Linked DNA regions of Mus musculus: regions 1, 3 and 4 are each linked to region 2. The links are chromatin contacts, called in public Hi-C and HiChIP or PLAC-seq maps. All regions are on one chromosome and are shown on one strand. Each heading gives the region's core, a stretch centred on a gene start, on an enhancer-like site or on the middle of the called end of the contact. The rest is flanking DNA. Distances are from core to core; before and after follow the strand shown. Region 1 has its middle 64 kb from the start of Gm40241. Region 2 holds the start of Sf3a3 (splicing factor 3a, subunit 3). Region 3 has its middle 54 kb from the start of Rragc. Region 4 has its middle 29 kb from the start of Rragc.

Evidence for each region. Hi-C and Micro-C count contacts between places; a contact is called where the count stands out from the background. HiChIP or PLAC-seq counts read pairs in DNA pulled down with a chosen protein or histone mark.
Region 1: a contact with region 2 is called in an H3K4me3 HiChIP or PLAC-seq map of embryonic basal ganglia, with 5 times the contacts expected there. The contact joins the enhancer-like site here to the promoter of Sf3a3 in region 2. A contact is called at or near these places in 3 of 39 promoter capture datasets (cranial neural crest, embryonic stem cells and liver), 10 of 115 datasets of contacts at active chromatin or transcription factors (craniofacial prominence, embryonic basal ganglia, embryonic forebrain and 6 more) and 1 of 9 other capture datasets (embryonic stem cells).
Region 3: a contact with region 2 is called in an H3K4me3 HiChIP or PLAC-seq map of craniofacial prominence, with 4 times the contacts expected there. The contact joins the enhancer-like site here to the promoter of Sf3a3 in region 2. A contact is called at or near these places in 3 of 39 promoter capture datasets (cranial neural crest, embryonic stem cells and liver) and 13 of 115 datasets of contacts at active chromatin or transcription factors (bone marrow-derived dendritic cells, craniofacial prominence, embryonic basal ganglia and 9 more).
Region 4: a contact with region 2 is called in a Hi-C map of cortical neurons, with 2.1 times the contacts expected there. The contact joins the enhancer-like site here to the promoter of Sf3a3 in region 2. A contact is called at or near these places in 9 of 39 promoter capture datasets (3T3-L1-derived adipocytes, the SN4741 cell line, cranial neural crest and 6 more), 2 of 15 datasets of contacts at CTCF or cohesin (the NIH/3T3 cell line and large pre-B cells), 6 of 484 Hi-C or Micro-C datasets (the G1E-ER4 cell line, cortical neurons, nephron progenitors and 1 more), 27 of 115 datasets of contacts at active chromatin or transcription factors (the NIH/3T3 cell line, SST interneurons, T-cell acute lymphoblastic leukemia and 21 more) and 1 of 9 other capture datasets (pancreatic islet).

Annotation. Positions count from the first base shown.
Region 1 is chr4:123,986,989-123,993,052 of GRCm38.p6, reverse strand. No RefSeq gene overlaps it. Among named protein-coding and RNA genes, the nearest start is that of Gm40241, 64 kb to the left of the region's middle. Within about 2 kb of position 2,157, at least 49 of the 459 cell types and tissues checked have an H3K27ac peak or open chromatin away from gene starts, as enhancers often do. A contact at or near this core is called in craniofacial prominence, embryonic basal ganglia and liver, where this site is marked.
Region 2 is chr4:124,711,408-124,717,727 of GRCm38.p6, reverse strand. It overlaps Sf3a3 (splicing factor 3a, subunit 3), which reads right to left and starts at 2,867. Exons shown (of 17, transcript NM_029157.3): 1 at 2,738-2,867; 2 at 2,412-2,459; 3 at 2,024-2,076; 4 at 1,813-1,918; 5 at 1,205-1,277. The coding sequence starts at 2,833.
Region 3 is chr4:123,968,585-123,975,120 of GRCm38.p6, reverse strand. No RefSeq gene overlaps it. Among named protein-coding and RNA genes, the nearest start is that of Rragc, 54 kb to the right of the region's middle. Within about 2 kb of position 2,565, at least 23 of the 459 cell types and tissues checked have an H3K27ac peak or open chromatin away from gene starts, as enhancers often do. A contact at or near this core is called in craniofacial prominence, embryonic stem cells and liver, where this site is marked.
Region 4 is chr4:123,943,612-123,950,080 of GRCm38.p6, reverse strand. No RefSeq gene overlaps it. Among named protein-coding and RNA genes, the nearest start is that of Rragc, 29 kb to the right of the region's middle. Within about 2 kb of position 3,835, at least 14 of the 459 cell types and tissues checked have an H3K27ac peak or open chromatin away from gene starts, as enhancers often do. A contact at or near this core is called in cortical neurons and pancreatic cancer cells, where this site is marked.

The DNA.
Region 1 (6,064 bases), core at 908-3,407, 720 kb after region 2:
CTAGGCATACAATGTTTCCTGTCTCAGTCCCGCTACAACCCAGTCACTCCCCACCCAGCAGCCACAGGGATCTTCCTTAATGGGCAAACGCTGAAATCCTAGGTCTCTTTGTGATAAGTAAGGCTGAAGAGATGGACCCCTTCTTCTCCAGCGTTACCCCTGCACTTTATGTAGGTCCTTACCACCCACTATTCCTGAGGCTTTTTCCGGTACCTCACCAGTTCCTCACTTTCCATGACCCCACGAGTCCCATGGATGCTTCCCCTGAGAGTTCCCTTGGCCTCTGCTCTTCCCTATTCCTCAGGAGCTTGGCTTCCTTCCATAGATGGTCCAGTTCCTCGGGAGAGAGAAAGCTGCCAAAAGCATGGCTCTGCTCCCTCCTGTGTTCCTGTGATTGGCTTGCCCTGCTCAGGTTACAGCGGCCGAAGGCTGGGGCCGGTTCTAAGAAGGAAAATGGCCGTGGTAACCTCAGCCAGTGGGTCCAAACCCAACAAGCTCCGTCCCCTTACCCTCTTCAAAGTCTGTCTAGAAGAGGCGTGCGCGATGCCAGGCAGACAACTCAGACATGTACTTAATGTGCTCTTGTGTGACCCGACAATTGGGTCATTCCAGGGCATCATGGTTCAGCCATCGGAGAGGGTGGGCTGGGTCATTCCAGAAGCAAACATTTGTATTCCCCATGACTTCATTTTCTGGTATCCCAATCACTTAAAAACTGAAAAAAGAAAAAAAAAAAAAAAAAAAAAAAAAAGAACAGGATGTCTCTTCTTTGCCCGAATACCTAATTATCAAGAATACTGAAACTGTTTATATCATTTTAGGGGAATAAGATAAGAAAAGATCTTAAGAGGAAACATGACCCATACTTTAAGAGATGGACATCATATGCGGGAAAGCATTGCGAATGAGATCAATATCAACAGGGTTCACTGTATTTTAAACAGCGGGATTCAAGTGGGCTTTTACTCATAACGCAATGAACAGCCCCTTGCATTATGCTGTGACATCAGGGAGAAAGAGAGACAGAGGAACAAGCGGTGGCCAGATGCTTATGTGGGGTCCAAAATGCAGCCAAACTAAAATGGACTTTTCCAGAAAACCAAACAAATTAGACGCAGGAACCATCCGTCTACTGAAAACCCCTGTGCTCCTGCTTTCCAATTTATAATGGGGCTGGAAGGTGTCTCTCTCCCCAGTTCCACATGAGCTACTTGACTCTAACCTTGAACTTAGAATGGAAAATCCGGAAGGAGCAGGGACAGGGTCTTTGGTCTGGATGGGGCTGTAACCCTCACTTGAAATTATCTACCTAGCTAACACCAGATTTTGACCATAAATCCACAAGGTAGTAAACAGATTGCCCTGGGAACATTGGATTTAGTATCCTCCCAGAATTCCCACTATCTGAAAATGTAAATATCACTTAAGGAGTGATTGTTACAAGTTATGTCACTGAAAGCCAGTCTCAGAGACACACTTATTTCTCCCGGGGTTGGTGATGGTGGCGGTTGGGGGAGGGGGTGCTTTCGGAGTTTAGTTTGTAGTCTGAGCTCAAGCTTGCCCCACGGTGCTCAGCACCATTTTGCAGGGCTTCTGGTTAAACATTCCATTTTGATTAGAATGGAAAGACTCGGCACATCTGAACACCCCCAACCCCCGAAGCTCCTGCCACCTCTCCTGGATCCATGCAGAGAACAAGAGGAAGTCTGGAGTCCTAGGAAGTAGCCTGCCATGTACGTGGATATTTCTAATTTACGGGTAGAAAACTCTCCAGTTAAAAAACAGGCTAGCTAGTAATCTATTTAAAACCGCGGCTGACATGATAAATGAAACAGAATAAATGTATACAGCGAGTGAGCCTCGGCGGGAACACGGGGAGTGTGGGGGGGACCGGAGCGCTTCTGCTGACAGCGACTTTCCATCAGTGGCCTGTCTCTCTTGGAGGCAGCTGTCAATCACAGGCCAGCCCGCGCTCCCGGGGGAGTTCATTGTGCCCGCAGACAGTTGTGGAATAACTGCTCCTAGGCGTCGGAGCAGCAGATGGAGTGTATCTGTCAATCATTGTCACTAATTATTAACTTCTGTCACTCAGAGCAAGGCAACATCTCGGCGCCTGATCCGCTGTGATTTGATCTGCCACGCCACCTCGGAGACAGACGGAGCAACCCTTCATTCCGGTCACACTCGCAGCACTTTGCTGGGTCAGCCGCTGTGACTCAGTGCTGCGCCCCAGACCGGGCTGGCGCACGTGGCTGTGCACACGCGCCCTGCCTTCCAGGAGGCGCAGCCACCGCGAGAGGCCTCCCGGGGCCCAGGCCAGGGGCGCCGGTGCCTACTCATTAATTATTAAAGGAGGGCGGTTTTATCTTGTCCGCTGGCAGAATCGAGGCCAGAGTAGAAGAAAAAGACCAATTTGGAGGGTTTTCTTCTCTTTGCTCCACCCGGGGACCAGTGATTATCACTCAAGTTCACATTGATTATATTCCTATGATCTCTTCTCAACCTTGTGATTTGGGAGCTAGAGATGTCAGCCTGAATAATTAATTAAGGCATCTCTGTAGCTGGCTTTGCAAACAGGAGCTGTAACCTGAGTGGGTATTTGCTATGGGTTAGAGTGGGGGAGGGGGACACTCAGAGAGCGTTTTCAGGACAAAATTTGGAGAGGGGGCTCAGGGGTCTTTAAAGCCCAGCTTCTCCCCTCTTTCCTCTCCCACCCCACAAGAGGACACGGCTCTGATCCCTTAAAGAAGATCTCTCACCTGTGAAAATAAGAGCATCGCCTTCCAGGCTGAGCAGACCAGGGCCTCATGGATGCTGCACCAATTGCCCTCTGCAAGTGGGGATGGGAAGATGGGTGAATTAGCCCGGTTAGTCACCTACTCAGCTTCTGAGCTCCTGGGCACCCTAGTATATACCACTTTCCCTCTCTGGCCCAGTATCTCTGCTTATGCCCAAAACTAGAATTACAGAAACTCCCTCAAGTACTAGGGGTAGAGTCCTTACACAGAACGATCAAAGCTTCAACTCTCCCCAACATCATATACACTAGGTGTGGTGGTGCACACCTGCAATCCCAGCAGTAGGAGGCAGAGTCAAGAGGGTGTGCTGTTCAAGGTCAACCCTCAATACATAGTGAGTTCAAGGCCAACCTGAGATATGAGACCTTGTCTCAAAAAAAAAAAAAAAAAAAAAAAATCCAGAACTTCCTTCAATGGAGGCTCCTTGCCTGGATCGTGCAGTTCCCATTTCCATTTCCTTTGCAGACCTTCTCTTCATGGAAGGAACTAGAAGGATGTCCAGGCAGAGCTTGATTCACTACTAAGCCAAACTCCAAAGCCAGAAATCAGAGTCTGACTGCTTTAGAAAGCACAGCCTGCTGCTTGTGACACCTGACAGGGATGCTCAAGGCCACCCAAGACCGGGTCCCCACCAGACTGACTGCTCCAGTTGGAACACATAACCGCAAATGTGGTAGTAGAAGCATCCGGTGTGGTCACAGGTGTGTGCAAGGCCGGGCAGGCTTAGTTCAGTCATGGGATTGCAGCATGGCAGGCTGAGGCTGGCTTGTTTCTGTAAGGTGATCCCGGAGAGCTGCTGTGTCTCCCCATCATCTCTCTTTCTCTACTTCAGCTCTCGTAATTTCTCCAGTGTGTCAGCTTCATGGCAGTCACATACCCCAGGTGACAGCCAGAGCTTCCAGGCAAGGCGAGAGGAGACAAGAGAGAGAATGTGCAAGATGCCTGATGCTTCATGTTCTGACCTCCAGAGTCAGGCAGCCTTGTTTCCTGCAGTGTTTCTTGGTCAGAGCAGTGACAGTCGTCCATCCAGGCTCAGGGCAGAGGGTTAGCCTCCCATCGTAAGAGCAGGAGTCATATACCTGTTGGTGCAGCTGTCTTTGGAAGCCATGACACCTTCCTAGGATGCTCTCCTAGAATCTGGAAGCCAGGCTGATACCTTCTCTAGGGAGGCTGTAGGATTCCAGCTTTGGAGAGGATGAGAAACCCAGGGGCTCAGGTGCACATCACACATCTGGAGCCCTGAGCAGGGGGAGCCTTGTGGATACAGAGTTGCTACCATGCTCAGCCTCTGTGGCAGAATGGGATCAATCACAGCTAATCCCTCTCCTGGCCGTGTATTGAGCCCACTGATGGCTTAGGGACAGTGATGCCCTCCACGTCCTAGAATATGTTACCGTCTTCCTACAGGCCTGACTCATTCTCTTCCCTGAATCCGGAATATCCCCTGCCCCTCTCATGGATTCTTGCTAACTCCACGGAAGCTTTAGGTCTCAGTTCCCTTGCTACTTTGCTGAGTCCTTCCCTGACTAACTCCCTCCGTGTGACAAAGCTTCCAGTTGCCACTGTCCAGGATTTCTCTCATAGCCCCTCCCATGAGCATAACTAAAGAACTATCTTAAATGTCCCTGGGATTTTATTTTTTGAGACAGAGTCTGCTGAACCTGGCTGACTTTCAATCTTTTATGTAGGTGCGTTGTGACCTTGAACTCCTAATCCTCCTTCCTCATCCTTCCCGGTGTGGAGATTACAGTTGTAAATCACCACACCCAGTTTGTGTATGCTGGGGACAGCTGGGACTTTGTGCAAGCTGCCCAGTCCCTCCACCAACTAATGCACACCTCCAGCCCAAAGGGGTTGTTTTTGTGAGATACAGGCAACATAACAGTAATAGAGACAACTGCCTTGGAAAAAAATTGACTCCTTACAGGTCCCAGGAGATAGGGTACCCCAGCCACACAGGGCCACATGGTGAAGCACAGGTTCAGTTGAGAGGAAGAAGGTAGGGGGAAAAGTAGAGGCCAGACGCTTTATTCTGGTCTCATAGGGGGGGCGGGGGGGGGGGAGAAAGGCAAGTCACAATTAAGCAAATTTAGGATTGGGGAATTTGAATAGTTACCACTGGTTCTGAATCGTAGGGTGGAGTTCGTTTGCCCAGTCCTGGTCACAGGTAGACTTAGGACAAGGCCCTCTACTCACTTTGTGTTTGGGAGTTGGGTAAATGAGGTCATAGAGAAAGGAGATAAGGAATGGTCAGTTTATGCATAAAAGGTATATTCTCCAGGAATCAGCTAGCCTGGAGGACTGAAGTCTCTCCAGCATTGGCAAGTCTCCCAACGTGGCAATACCTCCTATGATACAGGAAGCAGAAAGTGGAGGAGCTGGGGAAATGGCTCAGTCTGTAAAGTGCTGCTTACTATGCAAGCACGAGGCCCTGGGTTCAAACCGCAGAACCCGTGTGAAAAAGTCTGCACTAATAATGCCAGCACTGAGACAGGGCAGGCAGAGAGATGGCTCTCCAGACGGTCAGCCAGTCTAGCCTAATCATTAAGTCTCCGGCAGTGGATAGCACTTGAGGAATGATACCCAAAACTGGCCTCTGGTACCTTCCAACACAAGTATACACACACACACACATGTCATACACACACATTCACATACCATACACACACATCATACACACACACATACAGACATCATACAGACACATTCATACATGCAAACACACTCACACACACATCATACACACACACATGTCATACACATTCACACATTCACACACACATCATACACACACATGTCATACACACACATTCACACATCATACACACACATCATACACATACTCATACATACAGACATCATATAAACACACTCACACATGCACATACACTCATACATACAGACATCATACAAGCACATTCACACATGCACATACACACACACACATCATACACACACATCATACACACACATTCACACATCATACACACACATCATATACACACTCACACATACAGACATCATACACACACACTCACACATGCACACGCACTCACACATACACATCACACACACACACACACACATGAATGTACACACATACACAGCCAGAGAGAAGTACAAATTTGACTTATCTAGTAATGCTCCTTGAACCTGGCAGGCTGTCTCACTGCTAAATCTTCAGGCTAGCTGACCAACTGAATTACAACATCGTCATGGTCACCTATCAAAGTCTCAGGTTACAGCTCCATGTCACTCAGGCCCAT
Region 2 (6,320 bases), core at 1,618-4,117:
ATCTCTGTGAGTCTGAGGCCAGCCTGGTCCAAACAGGTTTCAAGATAGCCAGTACTACATGGAGAGATCCCTTTTTTTCTTTCTTTCTTTTTAAAAAAAGATTTACTTATCTTTATATGAGCATACTGTAGCCACCATGTGGTTGCTGGGAATTGAACTCAGGACCTCTGGAAGAGCAGTCAGTGCTCTTAACCACTGAGCCAACTCTCCAGCCCTGAGATCCCATCTTTTAGAAAGAAAGAAAGAAAGAACGAAAGAACAAAAGAAAAGAAGAGAAGAGAAGAGAAGAGGAGAGGAAAAGGAAAGGAAAAGGAAAGAAAAAAAAAAGAAAAGAAAAGAAAAGAAAAGAAAAGAAGAGAGAAAGCAAACTGGGCAGTGGTACACACTTTTAACGCCTTTAATTCTTGCACTAGAGAGGCAGAGGCAGGCCATCTCTGAATTCGAGGCCAACCTGATCTATAGAGTGAGTTCCAGGGCTATACAGAGACACCTTGTCACATCAAAACAAACAACAAAACAAAAAAATGGGGCTGGAGAGATAGCTCAATGGTTAGGAGCAATGAGTGGCCTTCATTAGGACCTGGGATCAATTCTTAGCACCCACATGGCAGTTCACAACTGTCTGTAACTCCACTCAGAGATCTGACATCCTCAAACACAGATACATGTAGGCAAAACACCAATGCAGATACAAATAAACAAATTAAAAAAAAAAAAAAAGATGTTAACTCACCATACAATTAAAAAAATAAAAGGTCTGGCATTTATTTAACTCAGAGAACTACTGAGAGCTGAGATTAAATGTATACTCCACCACAATCAGCCTTTATTTATTTGTTTTTAGAGACACGACGTTCTAGGACCTAGAGAAGTGGCTCAGCATTTAGAAATACTGGCTGCTCTTGCACAGCACCTGAGTTTGAGTCCCAGTCCCTACACGGTAGCTCAAAACCATTTGTAACTCCAGTCGGAGTGGATCCAATTCCCTCTCCTGGCTTCCTGAGGCCATCACACACACACACACACACACACACACACACACACACACACGGTATACAAACATATATGCAGGCAAATTACCCACACAGACAAAATAAAAACAGATTGAAAAACAAAACAAAACAAAAAAAACCAAGCCATAGGTCCTAGCTCTATAGCTGAGAATGGCCTGAAGCCCCAGGAAGAAACAGTAACCATTACTTACTTTGTGCCTCTTCACTTGGATTCTCTCGAGCCTTCAGCAGCTCCTCAAATTCCACTGACATTGGCACACAGATCTGAGGGAAGGAGAAGAGTTCAGGTGGGCCTGGCGATGTCTCAGGCACACACAGGCCTGGGCTTCTAAGACTTGCTTTGGCTTTGACCTTGAGTGTACAGAGCTGCCTACTTAGTGTTCTCCACTTCCCTTGCTGCATAGCCGGGCAGACATTGATTGGCACAAAACACAGCATGCTAAGGAAGGGCTCCTTTGGAGGAGGCAGTCCAAGAGATATTTTACGAAAAAGCTGGCATTGGACATGAATCCTGAAGGGGTAACGACCTCTGCAAGTGAACAGAGCACCACTGTGTTGGTAGATTTCAGGGCAGAGCTAGGTGCACAGTATATTGAGTAGGAGACATTCTTGTGAAGCAGCCCTAGTGCTTCACCGTGTTCTCTTACTGCAGAGGGATGCCAAGAGGATGTCACTTAACATGCAGTGAAGTGGCACGTTCTTTCTTGGAGTGACATCTACATGGCATAGCTCCATTTCCTTTGCATCTTTCCCTTTTGTTAACGGCCAGGTCTAAGGACACTAAGTTGGGAGGCCTTACCTCATTTGGGTGCTTCCGATGGAATTCCTTTATCTGCTTGAGTCTGTTATAGAATTCAGCGAACTCGTTGGGTCCTGAGATAGCATTGAGCTCCTCCTTCCGCAGTCTGCAAGATATCAACAAACCCGAAGAGCATAAAGCACACAGCCCATGGTCTCACCAGGGCTCCTCAAAAGCACTAATTGTTAGAAGGGATGTGACCGTCACTTACCCGTCCTTATCATCATACAAATCCCTCAGGTTCCCACTGACCTCCATGTACCTCTGAAACAGAAGCGCAAAGCCATCAGAATGAAGCAAATTTGTACCACAGGGCTAAGTAAACAAGAAAGGATGTCTTGGCAAAACCCAAGGAAAACTCATGAGATACATGGTCTTCAAAGTTCCACCACTTTTAAGAGACAGCTTGATCCCGAGGTGGTTGCATACACTTTTAATCCCAGCACTTGGGAGGCAGAGATAGGACATCTGATTAGGTACCCTAGAGGGGCTTGTCTAAGAACTCAGGGGTAGAAATCACGCAGGGCCACTCAACCTTCCCAGCCTGCACTTTTCCCGCCCAGCCCGACCCCAGGGGAAGCGGACGGCGGCGCACTCACATCTTGCATGGCCCGAGTGCGGTGATCGGAATTGATCTGGTCCCGAAGCTGCAGAAAGGCAAACGGTAACACATACGTTGTTACTTTGAGTTTAGCAGTTGGAAAGAGCACCCGAGGGGTGATGCGCTTATTGGTTTAGGTCCCAGGGGCTGAAGCAGGAAGATTGAGGGGCCCTCGGAGGACGTTAACGAGGCCAGAGTGCCGAGCCAGCTTAGGAGGAGGGTGAGGATGGGGCGCAGAGAAGCTCCGAGGCCAAATACAGCGCGAGGGCTCGGCAAAGGACCCAGGCCCGCCTCCTGATGCGGCCCGGACCACGGCTCACTCACCGTGGACTTCTTCGTAAGCATCTCTTTGGCCATAACATCCATAAGCCGTTCCTTCTCCTCATGATAGCGCCGTTGCTGCTCTAAAATTGTCTCCATTTTCCCTTGGCCACGGCGTTTCAAGGCGGACCACTAACACTGCCGGAAACACCGCCTGCCGCCTTTCAGCCAGCGTCTCAGCGCGCAGCATCCGGCTGCACCAAAGTTCCGCGTGTCCCGGAAGTGTCTTGGGGGACTCAAGAAAAAAGGAACACCACGAAGAGAGCAAGCGGGTGCTATCCGCGACCGTGGCTACGCTTCCCCCTGCTGGCTGGGGGTCTGAAGGAGCGCTGCCTCCGCGTTGAAAGCTGGCTGTCTCTAAGAAGCCTGCAAGAATCCTGTAGGCTGAGGTTGAGAGACAGCTGGCTTGCCCGGGGCTTGCTGCAGAAAGCTGGGCCGGCAGGGACACACTAGCAGGAACGGATAAGTTGAAGGATACAGAACGGAAAGGGGAACTGGAAGCAGCAGTAGTTTTCAGTGTGTGACCTCTGGTGATGTTTTCCCCTTGTCTGGACTTTAGTGTGTTTGTCAGTAAAGTGGAGATGGTGGTGGGTTTGTTCTTAATAAAACTCATACATATTTGAACACAACCTTTGTTTATTGGCAGAGGAGTCTTTAAGAAAAACGTGGTACACTCAAGCAATGATATGCTTGCTGTTCAGCACAGGTTAACTTCTGATTCTCTGTAATTCTTTTTTTTTTAAAAGATTTATTTATTTATTATATGTAAAGTACACTGTAGCTGTCTTCAGACACACCAGAAGAGGGCATCGGATCTCATTACGGGTGGTTGTGAGCCACCATGTGGTTGCTGGGATTTGAACTTCCGACCTTCAGAAGAGCAGTCGGGTGCTCTTACCCACTGAGCCATCTCACCAGCCCCAATTCCATGTAATTCTTTATTTTTCTGCTTTTCGCCTACCACTTGCTGGAATTACAGGTATGAGCCACCACACCTAGCCACTGTATGGCTTAGAAAATGAAATCTAGACTGCCTTTCCTTAAAAGAGGAGGAAGAGGAAGAAGCAGAGGCAGAAGAGGCAGAAGGTGGAGGCAAACAGATCTTTGTGAGTTCTAGGCCAGTTTGGTCTACATAGTGAGTTCCAGGACAGCCAGGGCTGCATAGAGATCCAGTCTCATGAAACCAAACCAAACGAAACATAAACAAACAAACAAACAAACAAACAGAGTAGGGGCAGAGAGTGAATCAGTATAGAGAGCTGGGATTACAAGTGTGTGACAGTGCATGCACCAGGAAAGAGGCATCGGCGCAATGCAAAGTGGCTCACACCCGTGATCCTAGCGCTTAGGAGATGGAGGCAAGAGGAGAACAAGTTCAAGTTCAGCCTGAGCTATGTGATAAGACTCTATCTCAAAACAACAAACAAACAAAACACATACAAACATACACATACACACATACATATATACATACACATACAATACATACACACACATTCACACACACATACACACACATACATATATACACACACATGCACACATACATATACACATATATACACACACACATATATATATACACACACATACACACACATACATATATACACACACATATTCACACACACATTCACACACACATATACACACATACACACACATACATATATACACACACACATATATACACACACATTCACACAAACATACATACACATACACTTACACACACACACACACACACACACACACTCCAAGGCACTGGGTTTCAGCATCAACACAAGGGACTCTGGCCAGGTGGTCGTGGTGCACGCCTTTAATCCCAGCAGTGAGTTCCAGGACAGCCAGGGATATACAGAGAAACCCTGTCTCAAAAAACCAAAAAACAAAAAAGAAAAGAAAAAAGAAAAGGGACTCTACTCCATTCCTACTCTAGGCAGAGAAGGGAAAACACCGACCCTGTGTTCCTGTTATTCACAATTCACAAAATCTCTATATAACCCAAGGGCCCATTAGTTGGGACTGGAGAGCTGGCTCAGCAGTGAGGAGCGTTTGCTGCTCTTCCAGAGGATCTGAATCCAGTTCCCAGCATGCAAGTCGGTGGCTCACAGCCACTTGTATCTCCAGATCCAAGGGATGAACAGCCCCGCCCTCACCCCACGCTGCTCACGCTATCCACTTTTACATACATACACACCCAATGCATGGGTGAATGGATAACCATGTTGTCAGACAATACTGTTCAGCAGTGAGGGAATGCTATACGGACCCATGAGAGCATCATACTCCATAAAGAAGGAAGGGACTGGTGTAATGGCTTAGTGGCTAAGAATATCTGGTTCTCAGCACTCACATGTCACCTTACCATGATCCATGACTCCAGTTCCTGGGGACCTGATGCCTTCTTCTGACCTCCATAGGAACCAAGCATCACATGGTGCACATCCATATACACAGGTAAAACAGTCACACACATAAACATAAGTCTTTAAGAAAAACAAAATAGGGCTGGAGAGATGGCTCAGCAGGTAAGAGCACTTGACAGCTCTTCCAAAGGCCCTAAGTTCAAATCCCAGCAACCACATGGTGGCTCACAACCATCCATAATGAGATCTGATGCCCTCCTCTGGTGTGTCTGAAGACAGCTACAGTGTACTTACATATAATAAATAAATAAATCTTAAAAAAAAATAACTCGGGCTGGTGAGATGGCTCAGTGGGTAAGAGCACCCGACTGCTCTTCCGAAGGTCCAAAGTTCAAATCCCAGCAACCACATGGTGGCTCACAACCATCCGTAATGAGATCTAACGCCCTCTTCTGGAGTGTCTGAAGACAGCTACAGTGTACTTACATAGAATAAAAATAAATAAATCTTAAAAAAAAATAATAACTCTTGCCGGGCGTGGTGGCGCACGCCTTTAATCCCAGCACTCGGGAGGCAGAGGCAGGCGGATTTCTGAGTTCGAGGCCAGCCTGGTCTACAAAGTGAGTGCCAGGACAGCCAGGGCTACACAGAGAAACCCTGTCTTGAAAAACAAAAAAAAAACCAAAAACCAAAAAAAAAAAAAAAACTCTTACCCTATTACACTCTTGCCTCTTGCCCCCTTACTCCCAATTCCCTTCCCCCCTCTCTCCACATGGCCATGGCCCGCCCCCATTTCTCTGCTCTCTCCTTCTATCTGCCTTTCTCTGCCTCTGCTACCCTCTTAACTCCCCTCCCTTAAATAAACTCTATTCTATACTAAAAAAAAAAAAGAAAAAAGAAAAGCAAAATAAAGATTGCATAAAATATTTAAAATGAAAGAGAGAAGGCATGAGGTGGACATGACTGTCCACTTGAGTGACTGAGACAAGAAGGTAAGTGTGAGACCAGCCAGACCAGCACATAGAGACTCCATCACGAAGGATCAAAACCAACAATCAAAAAGTGGTTGTTTGGCCTGGAGAGATGGCTCAACAGTTAAGAGCACTGACTGTTCTTCCAGAGGTCCTGACTTCAATTCCCAGCAACCACATGGTGGCTCACAACCATCTGTACAGCTTTAGTGTACTCATATACATTAAATAAATAATTAAATCTTT
Region 3 (6,536 bases), core at 1,316-3,815, 740 kb after region 2:
AGGTAGTAAGTTTATGTGCAAAGATAGCATGCAGGGCAGGGCAGAGCACAGCAACACACATGGTGTCTCAGAACTCTGGACGGTGGGCAGAGGGAACAGAAGTTCAAGGTCGTCCTTAGCTACATAGTGAATTTGAGGCCAGCATGGCCTCCATAATGAGTTCCAGGCCAGCCAAGATTACATAGTGAGGCCTGTCTCCAAAACCCAAACGTAATAGATAGATAGATAGATAGATAGATAGATAGATAGATAGATAGATGCATACGTACATTGATATGATAGATACATACATAGATATGATACATAACACATATATACATATATAAATAGATACATACATTGATATGATACATACACACATACATAGATATGATAGGTAGATGGATAGATCACAAAACATTAACAATTTTAATAATTTGCTATGGAAACATGAATTAATGGAGCAGCCAATGGAGGGAACAGAGAATCTAGAGAGACACAAATTGCAGAGATTTTAGTAGAGGTTTGGCTGTCAGAAACAAAGAGGATGGTTTTGATGGCTTGACCATGTTGTCATCTAGCTAGCCAGCCCACAAAGACTGGCTTCCTTCTTCACATTTTATTAATCATGTGGTACTGGGGTGGGACCCAGGGCCTTCTGCGTGCTAGGCAAGCAACTCTACCAATAGGTTCATTCCAGCCCTCTACCTGTCTTCTTACATATCTACATTTTGGATAGATGGAAGATTTAAACACTAAAAATAAATCCATGGGCTGGGAAGGTGGCTCGGTGGATAAAACACCCACTGCACACGTGTAATGATCAGAAATGTCAGACAGATGTGACTGCCTGCCTCACTGAATAAGGTTGGAGAGCCTTGGAGTATGGTCTTCCCCACCAACCCTGGGCTTCCACACCCAGGCACAGCCTCGTAGGTACACTTCTCACGTGCAAAAAAATGTATACACACAAGTGCACAGCACATGCGTGCATATACACGCATACACATACACACAGAGAGAGACAGACAGAGACAAAGAAAAATAATAAATTCATGAAATAAAACAGAAAACATAATTTGAAATTCAGAGAACAGTATGATCTTCCCTGTATGTTCCTGAGGCATATATAGATATAAATCCCAGGAATTGTTTTAGAAATTAGCAAATGTAATTACACAGACAAATGGAAAATTTCTTCCTCACAAAATAAAAATGAGTCAATGTATCCTTGATTTTGTTATTTTTACTTTGGAACTTTTAAATGTCTTAATAAAAAATATATATATAGAATTGACTCTAAAAGACAACAAGAAAAAGGATTGCATATATACATATAATTATGTGATGCACACACATATGCCAGTAGAGAACGGTCTCCACATATATTATTAATTGGTGAAAGCAGGACAGCATCGAGGCCAGTTTCTGAGCACTCGTGCGTGCTACAGAATCATACAGAACTCCAACCCTTGGAGGCCTGCCTTTAAACCCAAAGTATACGCATTCAAAGTGGCATGGAACACATACAAAATGCCTTGAAAGATGCAGGAGTAAATTTGCGGAGGAAACGGAACATCCCTGTCCAATCGGGCCCACTATCACTTACCTTGTATAGTGATGGTTTCTGTTCTCTAAATCTTAGATCAAAATCATTGGGTTAGAACCACCTGCATGAGACCTGCAGAATCCCACGGACACAAAAGACAGGCGAGCTTGCATGGGGAATAAGGAGTTTGCCTAGACATGGAAATAACTTACTATCAAAGACCTGAGTGGCACATTTTGCAGGACCGGAGCAGGGGAGGGGGCAGGGGAGATGAATCTTGACTTTCCTGGTTGCCAGCTGTGTTAACTCAAACACAGTCATGCGCTCCTGTTTCTTCACTGCTCTAGAAAGAAATTGTTCCGCTTGCCTTCTAGAGCCTCTCCTGGGGGTTGAATGAGACAATACAAGTAAGGTGCTTAGTTAAAGGGCATGTGTGTAGCAAACATTTAATTAGTAGTCGTTGGAGAGAAGTTAAATTAATTATTTCGCCGTGGTATTGTGGAATATTATGTGGCATTTGGAAAGAATTAGACAGGGCTGTGCCTGCTCATATAGAAAGTGCTCCAGGCACATTCCTCCATGAAAACGAAGCAAATGAGAGACCAGCCTGTATACCAGGAGTGCAATTGGGAAAGGAGAGATTGAGGGAAAAAAATCGTTATGCGCATTCAGATATATGCAAGGTCGCATGCCAGTCTGAGTGCAGGGTTAGCTCTGGGGTTTCGGAAGGAGGTGGGGCTGGAAAAAAAGCAGTTGGTTCATCCCTCTGTGCGCCACCGCACCATGTGAACTTTTTAGTCTAGCATCGATCACTTTTTCAATCTAACAGAGAAGTACATCCCCTCCCCCCGCCCAGCCCCCTCCAACTGTAATGGGAATTGGGGCTCCGGGGCGGCAAGGAGCCCGCTGAGCCCCGCGCTATCAGCTCCGCCATCAGCCGCCATGCGCCCCGCTGCTCACGGCCGGGGCCCAGGCAGTGATGATGAGGCACCGCGCCGTGACAGTGGCCGGAGCTGTGTCGCATTAGCATTGTGCAAGCCCTCTGTATTGGTTCTTTTGTGCTCATTTTCCAGCCAGAGAAACCTGGCGCCGCCCTGGCCGCACCCTGAGCCACCAGGCCACCAAAGCACAGGGCTGCAGACTAGGCCGCTGCACCCCTGGGACCCTGAGGTCCCCAGCCTCCTCCTGCCCAGCCCGTGCTGCTTCGGACTTGGAGAGATGAGAAGGGACAAAAAGTTACCCCCTGGACCTGCCCATGGCCACCTGCCCATGGCCATCTGGGAGGGAAGCACTCGGTGCCTTACGGCACCAGACCAGACCCCACTTCCCCACCCAACAGGCCTTGGTCCACAGCTTTCACAGTTTCACAGTTGAGGCTAAGACTACATGTCACACAGGATTCAACTCCCTAGTGTCCAGCTACTTACCTTACTCTTCCTCCCCCCCCCCCCCCCAGGGATTCATATGTCCAAGGAAATAGGACACACAAGGGTCTTGGACTTAGCGGGGGTCGGGGGGGGTGTCTTGACATTCCAGAAGATACTCCGGAGGAGGGAGCAACAGAGAGCAGCTATGGTGACCCCCTAAGGTAGGCCCAAGAGAGCCCTTGGCTCTAGGAAAGTTTCTGGACAGTTCCAACAGAGAGGCCAGAAAAAGAGTGGCCTTTACCGAAACAGCTAAGTTGCCCAGAGAGTCCAGCATGTTCTGTCTGCTGCCTCGATATCAAAGCGAGTGGCAGTTTCTATCCACCATCCGCGCTCCTCACCAACTCTGACAGGCAGGTTGTCCTGCTCATGCCATTAACTCGTTACCTGGGAAGGGGCATGGTGAGGAGGGGGACAAATCAGGCTATAGTGCTCAAGGGCGTGGTGAGCCAGGACAGGCACACAGATGAAGACTGTTCCAAGACTCCAGAAATATAAGCCATTGTACTGACCACCAGCTGATTGGCAACAGTGCCAAGAGAATCCCGTGGGGCTAATCTCAGCAAATGGTGAGACGTCCAAAATCTCCTCTGTACACCATTTCACGTGGAATTAACCCAAGAACCTGGGAGCCACCAAGTGGGAGAGTAGTCATTTGTCTAGCATGCTCAAGGCTCCCAGCACCATGAGGAAAAAAATCAAAAACCTCAAAACGGACCATAGCCCTAATGGAAGAGGAGGAAGAAAAAGAGGGATAGACAAATCAAAGCCAAAAGCCTTGGAAGATGGTCTGGAGAAATGGCTCAGCAGGTAAGAGCCTGTGCTGTTCTTTCGGAGGATTTTAGTTCTCTTCCCAGAATCCACCTCAATAGCTCATATCCTCCTGGAACTCCAACTCCACAGGACCTTGCGCCCTCTTCTGGCATAGATGGGCACTGCACCCACATGCACAGGCACACATATTTACATTAATTTTTAAGAAAAGGTCTTTTTAAAATAGCTTAGAAAACATGAGACCTGCTTTAAACAAGACAAAAATAAAAATTAAAAACCATTTCACTACAAAACACTGAAAAGGAAACCCCAACGTCTTAATTACTTTTTTATTGCTGTGATAAAACACTATCACCAAGGAAACTTACAAAAAGAAAACATGGAACCGGGCTTATGGTTTCAGAGGGTTAGAGTCTATGATAGCAGAGAGAAGGCATTGTGGCAGGAACACCTGAGAGCTCACATCTGATCCACAAGTACAAAGCAAGAGAGAGAGAGACACTAAGAATAGTGTGGTCTTTTGAAACATTGAAGTCCAACCCTAGTGACACACCTCCTCCAACAAGGCCACACCTCCTAATCCTTCCTAAACAGTTCAACCGACTGAGGGCCAAGTATTCAAACATACCAGCCTATGGGGGCCGTCTTCATTCAAACCACCATACCTCCAAATGATTGTTTTAATTATAAATAAATAATGTGTCTAATAAGGGATTTCCAGCCAGAATACAGAACATATAAAGAACTATTACTACTCAGTAATAAAAAGATGAACCACTAATTAAAAATTAAAAAGACTCCATCCAAAAGCACAGGAGACAAAACCATAGACAAGCAAGAATCACAATCAAAGTAAAAACTTTAGCACAGCAAAGAGACAAGGTAAGAAAGGAGAGCAGATAGTTGCTATCTGTGCATAACTCTTAAAAACTCGGCAATAGCAACAAGGGCTGGGGATGTGGCTCAGTTGTAGCGGTGCCTTCCTGGCATGCTGAAGCCCCGGGTTTGATCTACACTACATACACTAGGCATAGACCCCACCTGTAATCCCAGCACTTGGAAAGCAGAGGAAAGGGGAGCAGAAGTTCAAAGTCACCCTCAGCTATGTAGCAAGTGGGGGGCCAGACCAAGACAGATAAGATTCCGACTCAACAAAACAAATAAACAAACAAAATCCCACAACTCAACTTTAAATTGAGCAGTAAGCCGGGCAGTGATGGCGCGCATCTTCAATCCCAGCATTTGGGGAACAGAGACAGGCAGACCTCAGTGAGTCTGAGGCCAGCTTGATCTACAGAGTGAGTTCCAGAGCAGCCAAGGCTACACAGAGAAACCCTGTCTCAAGAAGATAATAATTATAATGATGATAACAATAAATCCAAGGAGACATTTTTTAGGGGTGTAGAAATGGCCCATGGTATACAAAACAAAATATATTCAACATGACTAAACGTTATCAAACAAATGCAGATCAAAGGAATAGTATATCACCTAATTCCAGCAAGAATGGCTGTTACCAGAAGACAAGAACAACAAAAATAGCACATGCTGGTGAAGATGTGGAGGAAGAGAAACCCTTACACGCTGTGCTTACATAAGACCGCACAACTGTTATAGAAAACAGTACAGAGAATTCTTAAAGACCTGAAAAATGCAACTAGCACATGACCCATCAACTTCACCACGGGACACAGGTCCAGAGGAGATGAAGTTGGTGTGTCGGTGGTACAACTTCACTCCCAAGGTCACTGCAGCCCGGATTCTCAGCAACAAGGAAATGGAAACAATGGAGCTGTCTGTCAGCTGATTAGAACAGGGACAAATCTGTGAAGGAGTACGACTAAGCCATTAAAAAAAAAAAAAAAAAAAAAAAACAACCCAAGAGTTTGGAGGCTGGAGAGATGGCTCAGAGGTTAAGAGCATTGACGGCTCTTCCAGAAGTCCTGAGTTCAATTCCCAGCAACCACATGGTGGTTCTAGTGGTATCTTATTCTGGTGTGTCTAAAGATAGCTATAGTGTGTACACACACACAAACTAAATGAAATTAAGAGAGAGAGAGAGAGAGAGAGAGAGGGAGAGAGAGAGAGAGAGAGAGAGAGAGAGAGAGAGAGAGAGAGAGAGAGAGCTTGTCATTTGTCCCAGCATGGGTGACGCTTAAGTGAAAGACGCCAGAAAGACATGTACCAAGTGCTAACTGGGGAAGAAGGGCTGGGGAGAGGTTGGCTCGTCAGTACTAAGCTGCTCTCCAGAAGAGAGTCAGAGGTTCTGGTGCCATTGCACTGCACGTGACCACAGACAGCTATTATGTACCATGTGTCACGAAGAGGTAGAATAAAGGCATTTTTGGATGTTGACACATATCCAGCCTTTAACATGTGACATGATGTTGCCACCTAAAAAGTCACCCTTGAGAAGACACAATTGAGGGACAGAGGAAAAGTTACAAACAAAATCTCACAACCTGTTCAGTCTATAGTCTTGTGCTTGGTTCATTCCAACGCCTCCTGGGCACACACAGTCTGCAGGAAGGATACGCCTCCGGTGAATGTTTGAGGACATTGATTTGTTTAACTTGATTGCACAATGGGTAAAGGTACTGAAACACTGTGTGGCAGTACTCTATTAATATGTCAAATTCTAGTGATTTTTTTTTTACATATCAATTGAAAATATTTTAACCAAGGGAGTAGTATAAATAGCTATTTTAGAAAAGATACACAAATGGCTGATAAACACATAAAAAGATGCTCACTCATAATCATTGATTATTGGGGACACAAGCATCAAACTACCTCACCAGAGTGGCCAT
Region 4 (6,469 bases), core at 2,586-5,085, 770 kb after region 2:
CCCCCCCCCCCACACACACACAGTGGGCTTACACTGCCTAGAACAAGTCAGAGCTGGGTTTCCCTGGCCTGGAAAGGCAGAGGGCTCACACAGAGAGCGGGGGTTGTAGGGATAGAGGCTGACCGGGATCTGAGAAGTGAGTTCATCAGAGGCAGTGAGCACTACCTGAGCTCACCTTTCTGGTACTGAGGAAGTGACTCATGGCTTTCTCAGCACTGTGCAAACAGACTGGGGAGGGCGCGTCCTTGGAGCAAAGTGAAACAGCTCGGACACCAACTGTGCGTGTCCCCAACTCTGCTCTTGACCCCTTGCCCCTTGCCCACCTGCGGTGTGCTCTGGACACCCTGGACACTGTCTCCTCTGAACCCAGCATACTCTCCGTAACGCAGGGAGACGGGAGCTCCACTGGTACTTCACAAGGGATGAAAAATCAAAGGGGGAAGACTTTCTTCACTGTATTTTTTAAACATTTGGGTACGAAAAGTCAGATGTCAAAGAAGAAAGCCCCCCATTTACATCTCTTAAAATATGAGCAATTAATATTTTCTGCGGAGGTTCACGCTCCCTCCTTTCGTTCTGTTTGCAGGGCATTGTTCAGCCCTGCCTTGTAATTTGTTGCGTGCTTAAAGTATTCAGTCTGTATTTCATTTGGGCTACACATTTAATTCAGCCAACATGTTCATTTGAAGATCAATACTGTCATAACTATGTTGAAAAATTAAATTATTGTAACTTTATTTACATTTCTTAAAAGTACTGTGAAAATTATTCTTAACCAGGACCTAATCAATGTTAGAGTCTAAAAATATGCCACTCTGCATGAAGCTATAAAAAGATTAATGTACATTTTTTTACAAGAAATTAGTAGCTTAATGAAGTGGATAAAAACGCTGTCACAATTTTTATTGGATCTAAATTGCATAGTAGTGGAGGTACAGTAAGTGCCTTCTACATAATGACATAATGAGTCATGACTGGCGCTGGAAGGCTAATTTGCCCTTAACTGACACAAAACCAAGGAATTAACATCCCAGTCGCTCTACGCCAATAGCAGATGCATTATTTCACTGCACAGCGGGGTTTTTAACTAAACTCTTAACTGTAGAAATATTGATCTATTCTTCTGTGAAATGATGAAATTGGAATTTTTTTTTTAAACAGGACGTCTTAAATTATGGCTGCAGCAGTGACATTTGCTTTCATACTCCCATGCCGGCCTACAGAGCAGATGCAACCAGAAAAGTTATGGAGGCTCCCACCTGTGTCTCCGGGTCCTCAGTCAGAGAAGAAAGGAGAGTGGGGGAGTGGTGTGTGGAAGGAAAAGGTGGCACCGAGAAACAGTTACAAACCGCTAGGAGAACCTGGGACTGTGCTCCCATCGCTAGGGTGTTTGCCTGGAACGCATGAATGCTGGGTCACCAGCATTGCATGAACTGGGTGGGACGCCCATAACCCCTACGTCTTCACTATGTAGTACTTGAATGTAGAGGCAAAAGAACTAAAAAGTCAAGGTCGTCTGTGGCTACATCGGAGTTTAAGGCCAGCTTAGAATACACAAGACCCCGCACCCAAAAAACCCACAAACAAACAACACACACAAATGCTCAGACATACACACACACACACACACACACACACACACACATACAGGGAAGGATGATACTGTGACACTGACAGCCCTTCTACACGGACCCAGGTTCTTTCATGAATGTCCTTGAACATTGTCCAAGCCCAAGAGTTGGTTCACTTTCAAGATGATTTAGTGTTTGCCAGTTGCTTGGGTACAGCATCCCCTCTAAACAGTGACATTCAACTTATGTCCCAAGTAGAAGCAGAAAGGTATCAAGACGAGCTGGAGTAGCTGAGAGGCTGGAGAGTCTAATGTGGGGCAAGAAGAAAGTGAGAGATGCTGGCTTACGCTGGCTTTGGGATTCTCATGTGTGTTCATCCATCCTGTGTTTACTGGGTACCTACACGGGCCCAGCCATGGGGAAGTCCACCACCCTTGTAGGGTAACATTGTTTCTGTCAATATAGTGCCATGTAACATATTTCTTTGTTCAATTGAGTCAAAATTCATTTTGCTTTGAAATTCTCACAATAACCCTTGTGCTAACATCTGGCACTCTGGGCTGTCACAACCCAGGAACTTAGAAGAAAACAGAACAATGTACTGCTGAACAGATACACACCTGACATGTCATGTGCATCTGCTTGCCACTCTGGGGGTCACACAAAAACAGAGAGAGAGAGAGAGAGAGAGAGAGAGAGAGAGAGAGAGACAGAGAGACAGAGAGACAGAGAGACAGAGACAGAGAGAGACAGAGAGACAGAGAGACAGAGGAAGAGGGAGAGGAAGAGAAAGAGGAAAAGAGAAGAGACAGTGAGAGATGGATTCTTTGTGTTTGAAGCGCTAGGAGGCCAAACCCAGTTATTTCAAGAAGCCTACAATCTGTCCCATGACTGAGGTTTGGGCATAGAAAAATGACCAGATTTCAAAGTCAGTAGTCCTCAGTGCTAAATGACAAGTCACACAGCAGCAGCTTTGTTTATCTGGAGGAGGATGGGTCTTGTATCACTATATCTTAGCCACCTCAAGAGATGGGGAAGTCTAAGGTAGGGTCACATCACTAGGACAACGACCAAATGAGCTCAGCACAGCCCAGGCACAGGCCGCCAGGCACTGATGACCAGGCTCCAAGCCAGAACCGAAAGGGTGACCGTCACAGAGGGACAGGCAAGGGCACACAAAGGCAGGGCAGTGTGACACTTCAGAGAGTACAGATGATAAACTCTGCCCCCTGCTGAGCTGAAGGCCTTAGTCTGATGCGTGTAAAAGAAATAAACATCTCTTCATTTTCTCTTCTATTTTTATAGTCTTTTTACAAAATGAATATATGTATATTGTTAATTATAAAAGGGATACATATTCATTTACTCTAGAAAAACTGGAAGATGCTGTTAATATGGTCCTTAAAAAAAAAACCAAAAGTTATAAAGCTTTTCAGATCTATGTTATTTTTAAAAAAAGTAGAAGAATCGATCTATTTAAGAACATCCTAAAATTGGTTGCTGAAGCTTGTCTGAAGGATCCTGTTCTGTGTTCTCCTCAGCAGAGTCTTGTCCTTTGAAAATGTGCCCATGTGATAAAGGGTCAGGAAAGCTCATTATTTTAATTAGCGTTTCTTCCATCACTAGTGAGTTTACGGTTCTTTGTATTTTTGGCCTCTTCTACTTTATCCATGCGTATCACATACTAATACCCTTCCCTGTTTTATTTTTGGAGTGTAATTCTTACTGATTTGTGAAAGTGTATAAAAATATTAACTTTGTCTATTATGCACAGCAAACATTCCCCCCCAGTTTCCCCTGTTTTGTTTATAGCATATCCTGACAGAAAGAAGCTTTCATTCTTACATAAACACAAACACACAATCAACACAGTTCTTCTATCGCCTCTCCCAGCTTGCCTCCCCTATCCCTCTTGGTAGGTTGGCAAGCCTGTGCAACTTAGCATCAGAAGATCCACACTCTCTCGCCAGCTGAGTGATTCAGGGGAAGTCACGTCACTTCCCCAGAGTCTCTGCCTTTCCCCACTGCATCCTAACTTTCCTCACGATGAAATTCAATCAACACCGTAGCATATACATATTGCTCACTGATACATCTCCAGAGCCCTGCAACCGGTAGGCACTCCATAAATACGTGATGGAGGTGTGAATAAGTATCTGGCTTTACCCCAGGCCACAGCAGAGCCCAGAAATCATGGGTCCCCAGCAGTCTTCCACCAATCAGGAGCCACCTCTGGCGATATTGCTCACAGTGGTGTCATCGCTTCCAAGCTCAGGAGAGCGAAGTCTACACTGAAAGCAGACTGGGAACCCGACTCTGAGGTCAGCACAGAGGGGAGCCAGTGGTCAGGTCCTGCCTTCTGCCTAGCGATAAGCCTTCTAGGAGGCCATTAAACACACAGCACCAGAGCACAAGCCGTGACAGTTGAAGGAGACACTATCACCTCCTCCAAGGCTCTCAGAACTCTGGGGATATGGAAACAGAAAGAATCTAAGAGCCAGAGGAAGGAGAGGCACGTTGGAGACTGTAGACATCTGAGCATGGTATAACTCTGCACTGCTGTTAACACCTGCACACAGTTCCAGTGATGCTCTGTCGTGGAGAGGTGTGAGCTCATGAAGGTCCACCCTCCCTGAGGACTTATCAGCAGTTATAAGCTTCCTACAGGAGGGAAAGATACTTTCTTCAGTGATGTAGTCACTGGTAAGGTGCACACACACACACACACACACACACACACACACACACACACACCATAAAGTAAAAAGGAGTCTGGTTGGGAAGGGGGAGGGGAACCAGTAGGGAATGGAAAGAGAGAAAACGGTGAAATATGATCAAAATACATCACACATATGTATGAAAATGTTGTAATGAAATCCCTTATTACCTGTAAGTAACTAGGTTGTTTTAAAAAAACAAACAACAACAAAAAGGCATCAACACTATCAACAGAGGAGGCGAGCCAGGCATGGTGCACACTTGTAATCCTAGCATCTGGGGGGCTGAGGCAGGAAGAGTTGCAGGTCCAAGTGAACATGAGCTGCCTAATAGGAACTAGGGAAATGACCCAGTGGGTAAGGCGCTTGCTTTGCAAGCGTGAGGATCTGAGTTTGGGTTCACAGCGCTCATGTAAAGGTCCAGATGTGGTAAAAGTCCAGATGTGGTAGCTCGCACCTGTAATGTCAGCACCAGGGAAAATGAGACAGGCAGATGCCGATGGTGCCATCCAGATAGTTTAGCTCGGCTGTTCTCAACCTGTGGGTTGTGTCCTTTTGGAGGACAAAAGAGCCTTTCACAAGGGCCACCCAAGACCATCAGGAAACACAGTATTTATATTACCACTCATAAAGTAGCAAAATTACAGTTATGAAGCAGCAATGAGAATAATGTTATGGCCCTGTGTCACCACAACATGAGGAAGTACATTAAAGGGTCGGGTCGCATCCGTAGGAAGGGAGGCTGAGAAGCACTGGTCTAGCTGACTCAGTGGGCTTCAGGCTCAGGGAGAGTTCATCTCAAACAGTGAGGGGAAAGAGAGTAAAGGGTGCCCTGCACAAACATGGGGTAGGAGAGTGGGGGAGGGGCATTGAGGGAGGGGGTAGGAGACTTACTGAGAAGAGAAATCAAGAAGGGAAAAGCAGAGTTTAAAGGCTCACTAGGACCTGAGCAAACAGACAAAGGCCCCCAAACCTCCAGAGAGGAAGAGGCTGTCAGCCACGTAGAGGTAGAAACCAACGGCAGGGCCTTGCTTTGGTTCCTAAGACTTAATGCTCTGCTCGCTCGACCACGGGACAGTTGGTCTTAGATTCACGACTTCCTTAGCCCAGACTATTGTGCTTGTTTGATGTCACTTGTGCCAAGTGCTAATGTATCGGTTTCCAGAGAAGCCCTCTGTTTATAGATTTTACATAGATGGGAGCAGACTTGGAAACCTCAAGGGGCGGGGGGGGGGGGGGGGAGTAAAATTCTGAATGTGCACCCAGATCTAGTCCAGAGACGCTTCCTGAATGGCCTGTGATTGCACTTAGAGCTGGCTCTTCGTGCTTCTGACCACAGGAGAGCACAGGTAGGCCCAGTCTAGCTGGTCCAGAGGATGGTGTGCTCAAGGTGAGGGGCTTTCGGAAGTCCTGTGCCCCATCTCCTGACTCCTATGCTCATGTGGAGAACCCCGTGAACTAGGAGTCTACCTTAAAAAACATTTCCCTGACTTCAGACTTCAAATTCTATGATCTGAGAAACTGGTTCGAGACTAGGAGTTATGTTGTTGGAATTTTTTTTTTAACGACATAAAAAGTAGATCTTTCCAGTTTATGTCCTTGCAAAATAATGATAATAACAACAACAACTTGAGGCAACAAGGTCTGTATACTCTAGGTTGTCCATGAACTCATACCCCACCCCCACCTCTCCCTCCTAAGTACCTGTGTTATAGGCAGGCACAATTTTGCCGAGTTCTCGGCCATGATAATTTCCTTTACCTCTAACTACCTGCCTGAGTTCCTAACCCAGGAGCATGGCCCATACAGGGGACAGGGTGCAGATGTGTCTGTCAGGAAAAGACCAGCTGCTGTAACAAAGTCTTCAATCTCACACCAGAGAAATCGGCCCTGCATACCTGAGCATTCAGGATAAGGGTTTGGGATGAGCCTTCCACAGGAGATCCAGATATCTAGGGTCTTTCTACGTGGAGACTGAAGTTTAGGCATTTTGTGCTCATCTGTAATACTCTAGGCAGAGGGATCGGCCCTGGGAGGACTCAGGGCTGAGCCTTGAAGCCTTCTGCGGCTGCGTTGCTTCACCCCTGCTAGGTGGCTAGAAGTTGCACATCAACCCCCAATTACAAGAGAGGTTGAGACCATCCTTGGTGACCACGAAGACAGAACTCATCTGTCGACCAG